Linked DNA regions of Ovis aries: regions 2 and 3 are each linked to region 1. Evidence: chromatin contacts called from public Hi-C data. All regions are on one chromosome and are shown on one strand. Each heading gives the region's core, a stretch centred on a gene start, on an enhancer-like site or on the middle of the called end of the contact. The rest is flanking DNA. Distances are from core to core; before and after follow the strand shown. Region 1 has its middle 120 kb from the start of DPYSL2. Region 2 overlaps ADRA1A (adrenoceptor alpha 1A). Region 3 holds the start of ADRA1A (adrenoceptor alpha 1A).

Evidence for each region. Hi-C and Micro-C count contacts between places; a contact is called where the count stands out from the background.
Region 2: a Hi-C map of liver shows a contact between it and region 1, with 6 times the contacts expected there. The contact joins two enhancer-like sites. A contact is called at or near these places in 2 of 16 Hi-C or Micro-C datasets (liver and mixed tissues).
Region 3: a Hi-C map of liver shows a contact between it and region 1, with 3 times the contacts expected there. The contact joins the promoter of ADRA1A here to the enhancer-like site in region 1. A contact is called at or near these places in 2 of 16 Hi-C or Micro-C datasets (liver and tail adipose tissue).

What each region holds. Positions count from the first base shown.
Region 1 is chr2:39,045,058-39,048,904 of ARS-UI_Ramb_v3.0, reverse strand. No RefSeq gene overlaps it. Among named protein-coding and RNA genes, the nearest start is that of DPYSL2, 120 kb to the left of the region's middle. Within about 2 kb of position 1,349, at least 6 of the 54 cell types and tissues checked have an H3K27ac peak or open chromatin away from gene starts, as enhancers often do. A contact at or near this core is called in liver, where this site is marked.
Region 2 is chr2:38,874,249-38,878,171 of ARS-UI_Ramb_v3.0, reverse strand. The region is part of intron 2 of ADRA1A (adrenoceptor alpha 1A); the gene reads right to left. Among named protein-coding and RNA genes, the nearest start is that of ADRA1A, 22 kb to the right of the region's middle. Within about 2 kb of position 1,596, at least 1 of the 54 cell types and tissues checked has an H3K27ac peak or open chromatin away from gene starts, as enhancers often do. A contact at or near this core is called in liver, where this site is marked.
Region 3 is chr2:38,851,700-38,855,835 of ARS-UI_Ramb_v3.0, reverse strand. It overlaps ADRA1A (adrenoceptor alpha 1A), which reads right to left and starts at 1,735. Exons shown (of 4, transcript XM_042243118.2): 1 at 1,416-1,735; 2 at 1-165.

The sequences.
Region 1 (3,847 bases), core at 100-2,599:
TTTGCCAGGAAAGAAGTCTTTTTTCTTCTTGTTGGCTCTGCGATTATCTCAGGGCATGAGAGCTCCCCCTTCTGGCGGCCCAACTGTGTATAACTGAGGTTTCTGTTAGTTTTTCACAGGACTATGGAAAGCTAGTTCACTGCACCTCATCTTCCTACATGTTGTCCTTCTGAACTTCTATCCTTGACCAAGCCTCCCACTTCCAAACTCTCTCTATATACATATACTTCATGATCAACAAACTTACATGATTCCATAAACTCCCGTCTTCACTAAACATTCTCCCCTACATCTTTGCCTTAAAAGAAAACCTGATCCCTTTTTCTGCTCCTTTGCTTGTATCTCAGCTACCATTATCACTCTCCTAGATAACTGTTTTGTTGCATCTGTTTTTCTTAGTTTTAACTTTTCTTGATGGTGGAATAGAGACAAACAATTGTGTAGGTTAGGTGTACATTTAACTGAATTGTATGGGTGTCTAGACAGCTGTGATGTTCATAAAGGGTTACAGTAAACCCCTACACACGAACCCTCATGTTGCTGACTTTCAAAGATGCAAACGTGCGTTCCATCAACATCAGGCTCGCAGCTTGCCCTCTGTTTCCTATTGGTGACGACCCTTCAGCTCTCGCACCTCCCATCTCCTCTCCCTCCTCCAGTCAGTAACTCTTCTTGCCTGTTCACTCCATGCCAGCCCCCTGTATGCCAGCTGTTGTACTGGACTACTGTACTTTTCAAGGAACTGTACTGTAAGATTAAAAATGTTCTCTTTATTTTTATGGTTTTTTTTTTGTGTGTGTGTGTAAAAAGTATTGTAAACCTATACCGGTACAGTACTATACAGCCAATTGCGTTAGGTGGGTACCTAGGCTAACCTTGTTGGACTGGCAAACAAGTTGCACTAGTGAATGAGCTCTGAGGATGGAACTCACAGGTATGTAAAATCTTCCTGTACTTCTTTGGAATCGTTACTGCTCTTCTTCTTCATTCCCACTTCTCCATCTTCTCCACACCCTGCTCGGCCACTCTGCTTCGGCCCATTTGAGTGGGCATTCTCTTTCACGTTTTTACTTAAAATGGTCCTTCACTCGATTGCCTTTAAATGCTTACTTCCACTTTAATAAGTGCCCTTCGGCTCTTGCTGTTCTCTTTCCCTCCTGGATGGCAGGCCTGTGACAAGACTATAATCTCGGCTGACGAAATATTGGGTGAGGAATTTGGAAGGAAGCCTATTTAAAACTTAGCTCTAGCCGGTTGCACAGATTTTCCAATAGATGGCAGCAGCGCATGAGCTCTGCAAATGCGAGTTCCCCAACCCTTGAAACAGCTCACACAGAGAATGGAATACAACACTGAATCAGTGAATAATCCCTTCCTGAACAAGCACTCGGCCAGCTCCCCAGTGCATGGGCTGCACTCTGCCCATGAAAAGATCAATGGATGACTCCAAGTTAGCAGAGTTTTACGTATTAAAGCAAAGTGGGTGTGTAGATTTGTTTTGTCACTAAAGCAGTTCACTGCCAGCTTCCCAGGTGGTTCAGTGGTGAAGAATTTGTCTGCCAATGCAGGAGACTCAGGAGACAAAGATTCGATCCCTGGGTTGCCCCCATGTTGGCTGAGAACACTTTGACCTAAATTTTAGGACAACATTAGAGTGGAGTCAGTAACACTATTATTTTGTTTTCTGTATTATGTGGAAAGACCATTACTACATTTTCCAAAGTGACTTCCTATAAAATGCTAGTCTGGAGAGATGCTCTGTCAACAGTGTCCTACGGGGTCAAAGGGCTATGGAACATATGGACAGTTAGAATACACATAAACACATAAAAGCCTGTTTTATTTGGTTAGTCATTGTGCAGGCTTATTTGACACTGTATCATTTCTACACTTATTTACTCATACAATCCCTCAGAGCTAAAATTATTTAGAACACATTTTAATCATACCAAATATGGCTGTTCACACAGATATTCTGTTCACACAGATATTCTTTATCACGTTAGGAACGTATTTTTTTAAATCCTATTTTAGAAAGCATTCTCTTTTTTTGTAAAGAATGGTTGCCAGACTGTAAGAAATTCTATTGGTGTGATTATTTGATTTTTCCTTTTTGATCTATGATCCAATTAATTCAGGCATATTATTATTATTTTTACCAGAGGGCTGATATCAATTTGTAAGAATTTTATTGAAACTTTTGGGATAAATTTTTGTAATTGAAATTGGTTTATTTTTTATGCACATGCGAAGTTAGGAAAACTAGGAATGTTCAGGCCTGCTCACTATTCTCTTTATTGTCTTTGTTCTCAGGAAAGGGAAAGAAAAAAAACTCATTCTTTTTTTTCTCCCTTTTCACTGCAACAATATCTAGTTCTTGATCAGGGATTGAACCCAGGCCCCCTGCATTGGAACATGGAGTCTTAGCCACTGGACTATCAGGGTCATCCCAAGAAATCTTGACTTCTCAGCATGTTTCAAGATTAAAAATAAGCATTCATTTAATGTTAGGCACTGTTCTAAGTACTTTGAATGTATTGATCTATTTAATTATTACAACATGGTATGAGATATTTTGGAGAGTAGCATACTGAAGCATAAAGACTTAAAATAATCTGCCTAAGCTATACAGGTAGAAAGCAGCTTTGCTGAGAGTCTAACCCAAGCTGTCTGCTTTTCAATCCTGCACTCCTGTCACTGGTTTGGTGCTTTAGTTGCTAAGTTGGGTCTGACTCTTACGACCCCATGGACTGTAGCCTGTTAGGCTCCTCTGTCCATGGGATTCTCCAGGCAAGAATACTGGAGTGGGTTGCCATTGCCTTCACCAGCGGATCTTCCTGACCCAGGAATCAAACCCGGGATCTCCTGCATTGCCGGCAGATGATCTACCAGCTGAGCTAGGAGGGAAGCCCTCATTACACAGATTATGAGTTTTATAAATGTATATACCTATACGTGTGTGCTAAGTCGCTTCACTCGTGTCCGAGTCTGTGCAACACGATGGACTATAGACCAGCCAGGCTCCTCTGTCCATGTGATTCTCCAGACAAAAATTATCAATAACATTAAACAACCTTTCCAGTTAATTTTGGAAAGCAAGAAAATATGCTTGACTCTATTAACGTTATCAAATGGGTTTAACACAATTTTTGGGGCTTCCCAGGGGGTCTCACAGCTAAAGAAATCAGGAGAAATGGGTCCCCTCGGTTGGGATAACCCTATGGAAAAGGAAATAGCAACCCACTCCAGTATTCTTGCCTAGGAAGTCCCATGGACAGAGGAGCCTGGCTGGTTACAGTCCATGGGGTGGTAAAAGAGTCGGACATTGCTTAGCGGCTAAACACCACCACTACTACAATTTTTCAGTAGTTTTCGAGAGACCAAGAGGCAGCATTCTTTTTGTCCACCAGAGGGCGCTGCCAGCACAATGCCTGAGTTCAGGATTCTCGGTCTCGTGGTTTCAACACATTGGGTCCATGCCATCATCAGTAGCCAGCCTCACATAGTTGTCTATCTTTGACAAAGCACACACAAAGGAATTGTTAACTTCCAAATACTAAAACAGAAGGAGCTCTGCTAACTGTCGTGTCCTGTGGCTTTTCTCAAGGAGAGGAAACCACCAAGAAGGGCATAGGTCTCTGAATCATGGTGATTCTTACATCCTGTAAGGGACATCCCAGCACCAGGGACCAGTTTTTATGTTCCACAGGCACACACCAGCCTGGGGTGATGGGACATATGTAGGCCAGGCAGGGGTCTCCCTGCAGGGGAAAATGTTGGGACATATTTGGAGCCAAGTGTGGGTTCCTTGACTGAGACCCTGAAGTTGCTAATTAATAAAATCAGC
Region 2 (3,923 bases), core at 347-2,846, 170 kb after region 1:
TTCCTCTATTCCAGGAGGGCAGCCAGACAACTCCAGTGAGAGGTCACTTCCTCCCTGCCATGCCTTGGCTTCTACTTCTCTACATGAGCCCAGTGGCTTCTAGCTTACAGGCTTGTTCTAGAAATTCAACTAGAGTCAGGAAGTGGCCACACGCACCTCTAACATGGATTGAATCCTTGTGTCCTTTCCCTCCCCTCAACTTCATCTGTTGAAGCCCTAACCCTCACTGTGATGGCATTTGGAGGTGGGGCCTCCACTTTGGGAGTAACTAGGTTTGGATAAGGTCATGAGGGTGGAGCTCCTGTGATGGGATCCGGGTTCTTAAAAGGAATTGAAGGGACCAGAGCCAGCTTGCCCTCTGTCCTGCGAGACAGAGCAAGAACCTGGCTGTCAGTGAACCAGGATGAGGGCCCTCAGGAGAACCTGACTATGGTGCACCCTGATCTCGAATTTCCCAGTCTTCAAAACTGTAAGATGTAAATATCTGTTGTTTAAGACACCTGGTCTATGGTGTTCTATTCCAACATCTTGAACTGCCTATGGCAAGCACTCTTCATATCCCTTACATAAACTCCATTTCTTGCTTCCTAGGTGGCGCTAGTGTTACAGAATCCACCTGACAATGTAGGAGACATAGGTTTGATCCCTGGGTTGGGAAGATCTCCTGGAGAAGGACATGGCAACCCACTTTACTATTCTTGCCTGGAGAATTTCCATGGACAGAGGAACCTGGTGGGCTACAGTCCATGGGATTGCAAAGAATTGGACACGACTGAGTTGACAGCACACACACACAGACAAGAGCCCTTCACATGATTTCATCTCCTCCTCTTGTGATAAAGTGAAAGCTCAGCCTGCTGACCTACACAGACTCCGCCCCTGCCTGACCCCATGGGTATCTCCCTCTGACTGCTCTGCCTTGAACCACAAACTTACATGAAACCAAAGGAAATGATCACAGGTCCATTGATTTTCATTTCTGCTGCACAATTCAATATCAACCTGAAAAGGTGCCAGGGCTGAGGCAGGGATATGTGGCTCACAATGAACCCCCTTTCTAAATTCTTTATAAATCCAAGAGCCTGTGTGGCACAATTAAGATTCAACGCAGTCAAATAAATAAATATTTTAAAAAATCTAAAACAATACACAAATAGGTGAATTTTTGCATCACTACTGAAAACACTAAGAAAGGGTCATACACATAAGGCAGAACCTCTGAGAGATTTCTGGAAACTAGTTTGGTCGCCACCAGCCTGACTGAAGGATGGAGTCCTCAGTTTATCTCAAAAAACAGGTTGAAGGGAAGATGGCTCCCAGTTGCTGCTGGGTGACAACCCCAGAAGCTTGGAATAGTAGATCCTGGAGACCTAGGCAGAGTCAGGGTAGCTTTTCAAAGATAGATGTCAACTGCACTTGAGTGTTTAATTAGAGTACTGATGCTGAGGTCCTCACAAGATGGGAAATCTCTCCGTTTTCCCATCAAGGCCAGCCAACAACTAAAGGGAGGCTCTTGGGACATTGATCCCAGGGAGCCGGTCATGCCACATGGAGGAGAGGCCATGGCACTCACTGTGTCAACCAAACAGGACAAGGACTCTTGACCTCTGCTGGGCAAAAGTGAACACTGGCCCTTCTGTCTCCTCTGCTCCCTGTGGATAAACAGAGCAAGAGTCTGGCAAATGTGAACTACAACAAAGACAATTCTTTTCCTTTGCCCCTCATGTGCATGTGGAGTGGCTTCAGTCATGTCCGACTCTTTGTGACCCCATGGACTGTAGCCCACCAGGCTCCTCAGTCCATAGGATTCTCCAGGCAAGAATACTGGAGTGGGCTGCCATTTCCTTCAGGGGATCTTCCCGACCCAGGGATTGAACTTTATTTCTTATGTCTCCTGTATTGGCAGGCAGGTTCTTTACCACTAGCACCACCTGAAAGTCCCTTAATCTGAGTCTGAAAGGTTTGGACTGGGACCCAACCAATTCCAAACAGAGCCTCACCCTCGTGAGGCTGAACAAAAAGAGAATTACTGTTTATGTGAAAAGATTCAGCTGTTCAGTAGATGAGATTGATCTGAGGAATCAGAGATTTTCAGGCATAAAACTTCACTTTCAAAACAGTGACAGGGAACAAAATGAAAAGACAACTCTCAGAATGGGAGAAAATATTTGCAAATGAAGCAACCAACATGGGATTAATTGCCAAAATATACAAAGAGCTTGTGCAGCTCAATATCACAAAAACAAACAAATCAATCAAGAAATGGGCAGAAGAACCAAAATAGATATCTCTTCAAAGAAAACAAATGGTTAAAAAGCACAGGAAATGATGCTCAACATCACTAATTATTAGAGAAAAGCAAATCAAAACCACAATAAGGTATCACTTCACATTGGTCAGAATCGTCACCATCAAAGAAATCTACAAATAATAAATGCTAGAGAGGGTGTGGAGGAAAGAGAATCTTCCTACATTGCTGGTGGGCATGTAAAATAGTATAGTCACTATGAAGAACAGAACGGAGGTTCCTTAAAAGCCTGAAAATAGATTTATCATATGATCTAGCAATCCCACTACTGGGCATATACCCTGAGAAAACCATAACTCAAAAAGATACACGCACCTCAAAGTTCACTGCAGCACTATTTACAATATCCAGTTAGTAGTTGCTTAGTCATGTCTGACTCGTTGAGATCCCATGGACTGGAGCTATTTTTGTTTTGTATATAAGTTCATTGGTACCCTTTTTTTAGATTCCACATATAAGGAATATCACATGATATTTGTCTTTCTCTGTCTTAGTATAGCAATCTCTAGGTCTATCCACATTGCTGCAAATGGCATCATTTTGGTCTTTTAATGGCTGTGTAATATTCCATTGTATATATGTACCACATCTTCTTTATCCATTCTTTTGTTGATGGACATTTAGGTTGCTTCCATGCTGACTGAGCAACTAACACTTTCTTTCTGGGCTTCCCTGGTGGTACAGATAGTAAAGAATCTGCCTGCAGTGCAGGAGACCCAGATTCGATCCCTGGGTTGAGAAGATCCCCTGGAGAAGGGAATGGCAACCCACTTCACTATTCTTGCCTGGGAAATCCCAAGAATCTGGGTTTCCTGCACTGCAGGCAGATTCTTTACCATCTGCACCACCAGGGAAGCCCAGAAAGAAAGTGTTAGTTGCTCAGTCAGCATGGAAGCAACCTAAATGTCCATCAACAGAGGAATGGATAAAGAAGATGTGGTACATATATACAATGGAATATTACACAGCTGTTAAAAGACCAAAATAATGCTATTTACAGCAATGTGGGTAGACCTAGAGAGTGCTATACTAAGTCAGACAAAGACAAATATCATGTGATATCACTTATATGTAGAATCAAAGAAAGGGTACCAATGAACTTATCTACAAAACAAAAATAGAGTTACAGGTGTAGAAAATAACATATGATTACTAGGGAGTAAGTGGGAGAGGGATAAACTGGGAGATTGGGATTAACACATACCCACTACTATATTTAAAATGGAAAACTAATAAGGACTTACTATATAGCACAGAGAACTCTACTCACTACTCTGTAATGACCTATATGAGAAAAGAATTTTAAAAAGAGTGGATACATGTATAACCGTTTCACTTTGCTGTACAGCAGAAAGTAGTACAACACTGTAAATCAACTATATTCCAATAAAAATTAAGGAAAAAACAGGGATAGGGAAGGAAATCTCTGTGCTGCGCTGAAATGAGATTTAAGGAGCTATTGGGTTTACAAGTGTAGGCAATAATGAAGACGGAACAATGTGCCAATAAAATGGATTGAATTTGAGGGAAGGAGGTAGAGGTAGCTTGTTACTAAGGCTAACTAGATATAATACAGCACAGACTTGAGAAACTTGGAAGTCAGAGGAAAATAGCG
Region 3 (4,136 bases), core at 486-2,985, 190 kb after region 1:
GACTCTCAAAGGCGGGGACCGTTGGCATCTGGGCGCTTCTCCCCACCCGCAGTTACACTCGGTGTGGCTGCATTCATGACAGATCGCGCAGGCCAAGGGGAAACGCGGCTGTGAAATGTTCACCAAGAGCGAGATGGCTGCGGAGAGTAGTTTGCCAGCGTTGTCCTGAAAGAGCGCAAAGAAATGCAGAGTGTAAGCCAGCCGCCTCGGGGAGCGAGGCCGTGCTAGACGCGGGGTCTGACCCGGCCGGGAGCCCCGCCGACTCAGATCCCAAAGCGACCCGTCCTGCCGCAGCCCAGCGCGCGGGAGGGGACCGCGAGCCGTGCCCAGCCGCTGGGCACCTGCCCTGGCGCGCTCCTCCTCGCGGCCTCTGGCGGTGTTCAAGGACTGAGGCAAACACACCCCAAGCTCCAGCACGGCCGGCGTGAAATTAAAATCTGAAAATAAATTAATTTAAGTCTAGCTTGAAATTAAAATCTAGCCCGAGTGGCGCGATTTGAGGCTGAAGGGTATGCCGCACCGAGCCAAGCTGATGGAAACCCGGAGGATCTACCCGGTGGCCACTTGGACAGGTTGCTTCGCAGTCACCTGGAGGGGGCGGCCTGGGAGAGGGAGTCGCCGAGACCCGGGGACCGCAGAGGCAGTGCCACGCGCAAGCTCACGCCAGAGGAATTCACACTTGAACGTGCGGAGCGCGCCGGTCTGTCGACCAGCCAAGCCGGCCTGAAAGCCGGGTCCAGAGCAAAGCCCTCGGGACACAACGAGGGCTGAACCCGACTCTAGGAAAGGTCCGAGAGTCCTTTCCGAGCCACAGGCTCAGGGGTCCCGGAGGACTCGAGCCTCTAGCCACGCCCAGAAGGGCCCTGAGGGTTCCGGGGAGGAGTGGGAGCAGGGAGCATCGCTAAGCCTAAGGGGCTTTGCTGGCGGCAGTCACTGCGGATTTTGTAGGCGTAAAAATCAAGTCCGCGAGCCGGCGGCCAGGGGCGCCTCGTGTTTATTTTCCGAGTCGGGGGTCACCGTCTGCGTAAGAAAGGTAGATTTCCATAGCTGCGAGCAGACCACAGGGACTCCGGTGGGAATGCGGGGGAATGGGGACCCACCTTGCGGCTGGGCCCCGAGGCGGGATTCCCTCAGCAAAGGCTTCCGTGAAAATCCCAAGTTCTAGAGCTCACAGGTGATAACAGAACGCAAGCAACTGCAGAAACCCGTTTCCCCTTACCCGCGGAGCGATAAATACGCTGTTAAAAACACACTTGTTAACTAGGAGATAAGTTCCCAGAATACAAGAGGGAAACGCGGTGGGGTGGGGAAGGGGGTGAAAGACGGAGCAGGAGCTTAGGGAAAGTGGGAGTAGGGTCTCGCCTGAAGGCCCCGGGAGGTTTGCCCTCACCCGCCCGGCCCTGCAGCGCACTCACCTGGAGCGCGGATGCAGAGCCACTGGTGCGCGCGCGCCGAGAGAAGTGGAGCGGCCGGCGGTCCCCCGAGCAACTCCGCTGCCTTCTCCCTGCGGGGAGAGGGGACCGTCTCTCCCACCAAACAGTTCCCGGTCGTTTTGCACCCTCTGACTCACCCCTTTACCAGAGACGTCTTTAAGATCCTGGCTCACAGACGCTTTACCTGGAGATTTTAACAATAAAGAAAAGAGAAAAAGAAAAAAAAAAAAAAAACACAGTCAAGCAGTAACTCCACCTTCGCCCTTTTAATATTCAGCTCTCCTACATCAGCAAAGACTGGCAAGGAACTTTGCGGCTCTCGCTGACGTAACACAGTCAGTAGCCCCGGCTAGTACCGTAATCTCCTGCTGTTACCGTATTACTCGGCGGTAATAGGCCCTACGCGCCCACTAGATTTTTTGTTTTGTTTTTTAATTTTTGGCTTTTGCCTTTTACCTTGAGTGAATTAGGTTCTCGCTTTACTTTAAGAAAGTGTGTGAGAGGAGAGGAGGAAGCGGGGAGAAGGAATTTTTTTATTTGTAGTAAATAACTTCTTTACATGATCCTGATTTTAAAAATAAAGAAAAATAGACATTTGCCAGACAAGTATTACAGTGCGTATGATGTGCTCAAAGAAATGCCCAGGAGATTTACTTTTGAACAGCTTGATTCAATTAACGCTTGGACTAGGTTCTGTTAAAATCGAAAAGAAGCATATTGTTATGCCAAATATGCAGGTGAATTATATTATTTGCAGATGTTTTAAGAAGAATGTAAAATCAGATAAGTTTCAATAAATCTGATTGTAATAAAATTATAACTCCAGAAGAATAAAGTGAGCATATCTAAACCTTTTGAAATATGATTCACTTCTCATTTCTGCAGATAAATGGATTAAGAAAGCATGTTGGTTCCACTGCAGTTTCTTACACAGCTTAGTGTTTTTAAAGTGCTATTTATTATTTTCCAGTTTCCATAAGAAAATATATCCTTTAAAAGAGTGCTGTTGTCTAGTCACTAAGTGGTGTCTCTTTTGTCACTCCATGGACTGTAGCCTGACAGACTACTCTGTCCATCGGATTTCCCAGGCAAGAGTGCTGAAGTGAGTTGCTATTTCCTCCTCCCAGGGATCTTCCTGACTCAGGAATCAAATCCATGTCTCTTGTGTCTCCTGTATTGGCAGGGAGATTCTCTACCACTGGTGTCACCTGGGAACTATGACCCCCTCCACCACCCCCCTCCCCCCCCCCAACAAAAGAGTATTACTTCTCTTTAATTTTCTTAATGAATGAATAATTAGAGCTCGAATAGTTGACATTGCCAGTCTTATTCACTTTTTTTTTTTTTTTTGATAAATCCCATGTGCTTTTTACCTTACAGTTGAATAAATGTCATCTGTGCTTTGGAATATTGGGGAAATGCCAGAATTTTCTCCATTCTTGATTCCCATCTCCTAAGTCCCCTCCTTTCATTTTTATTGATTCAGGCAAGACACTCTGTTTGTAGAATATAGTAGGTTCTGTTAAATAGTAACAGAGAGGTAAGTACTTGAATTCCCTCCCCTTAACAGAAGTTTATTATTACCTTTTTCAAGAGAAATGTTTGGAAGGCTTTTATCATAGCAATATACCTCAAAATATCTCATAGAAATGCCCTCAGGAAGATCAGGGGAGGAGGAAGCAGGGAGAAGGGATTTTTTTGCTTCATCCAAGACCTAGTGTATAGATGACCTCTTTCTTAAAAACAATGCCATTCTACCCCCACATCTATAGGAGTGGTACCGACACTTATCTGGAGAAGGAAATGGCAACCCCCTCCAGTATTCTTGCCTGGAGAATCCCATGGACAGAGGAGCCTGGCAGACTAAAAATCCATGAGGTTGCAGAGTTGGACACAACTTAGAGGCTGAACAACAACAAACAACAATTGACACTTATCATGTTTAATTAGACTTTAATACTATTTGATTAATTTTTTGACTTGACTTTAATATTATTTTAAAAATAAATACACAAATGGCTTTTTTATTCATAAACTGAATTCTGTGTTGAAGGAGAAGCAGACGTGAGAGGAGACAGGAAATCTGGGTTTGCTCTCATCCTTAAGTCACTTGCTCTGAGATGGGTTGGAAAGGCTGTATCAGTTCCCTGAGACTCCTACATCTTATCATCCAATATGTATACAAGGTCTGTTCTTCAGAAATCCCACCCACCAGAGGACTACATTACTGTTTAGTTTCTTATCCATTAACTTTTTAGCATGAATGCAAGCTTTCTGGAAAGATCTGTTCCATGGTAGATAAGGAAATAGAATAATCAAGAAGAGCAAGTAAAAATTGCTCAACTCTGTAGAGTCAAAATGTACAAAGACTCTGAAACTCTCCATCTCCCATCCCTAACTAACAAGCATACTTACAATCCCAGCCCCCTCAACAGAGAAACCCGAGCCAGCTCTTTATTTCCAGCTTGGCCCCCGGATGGTGCCAGGTAGGTCTTTCAAATCTGCTTCTAAACCTGTGAACATCAACATTTGCTAAACTAACTCTCAGAACCAATCTTTCCGTAGCCAATCACAGACTGGCTAATAGGAAACTATTCATCTCCTTAAAGAATGGTTGACATGGATGCCCCAGAAGATGTTCAGTGAGATCCATGAGAAGGGGCAGTGAGGTCAGAGTAGGCTGTGAAGTGGTAAAGGTCTGTT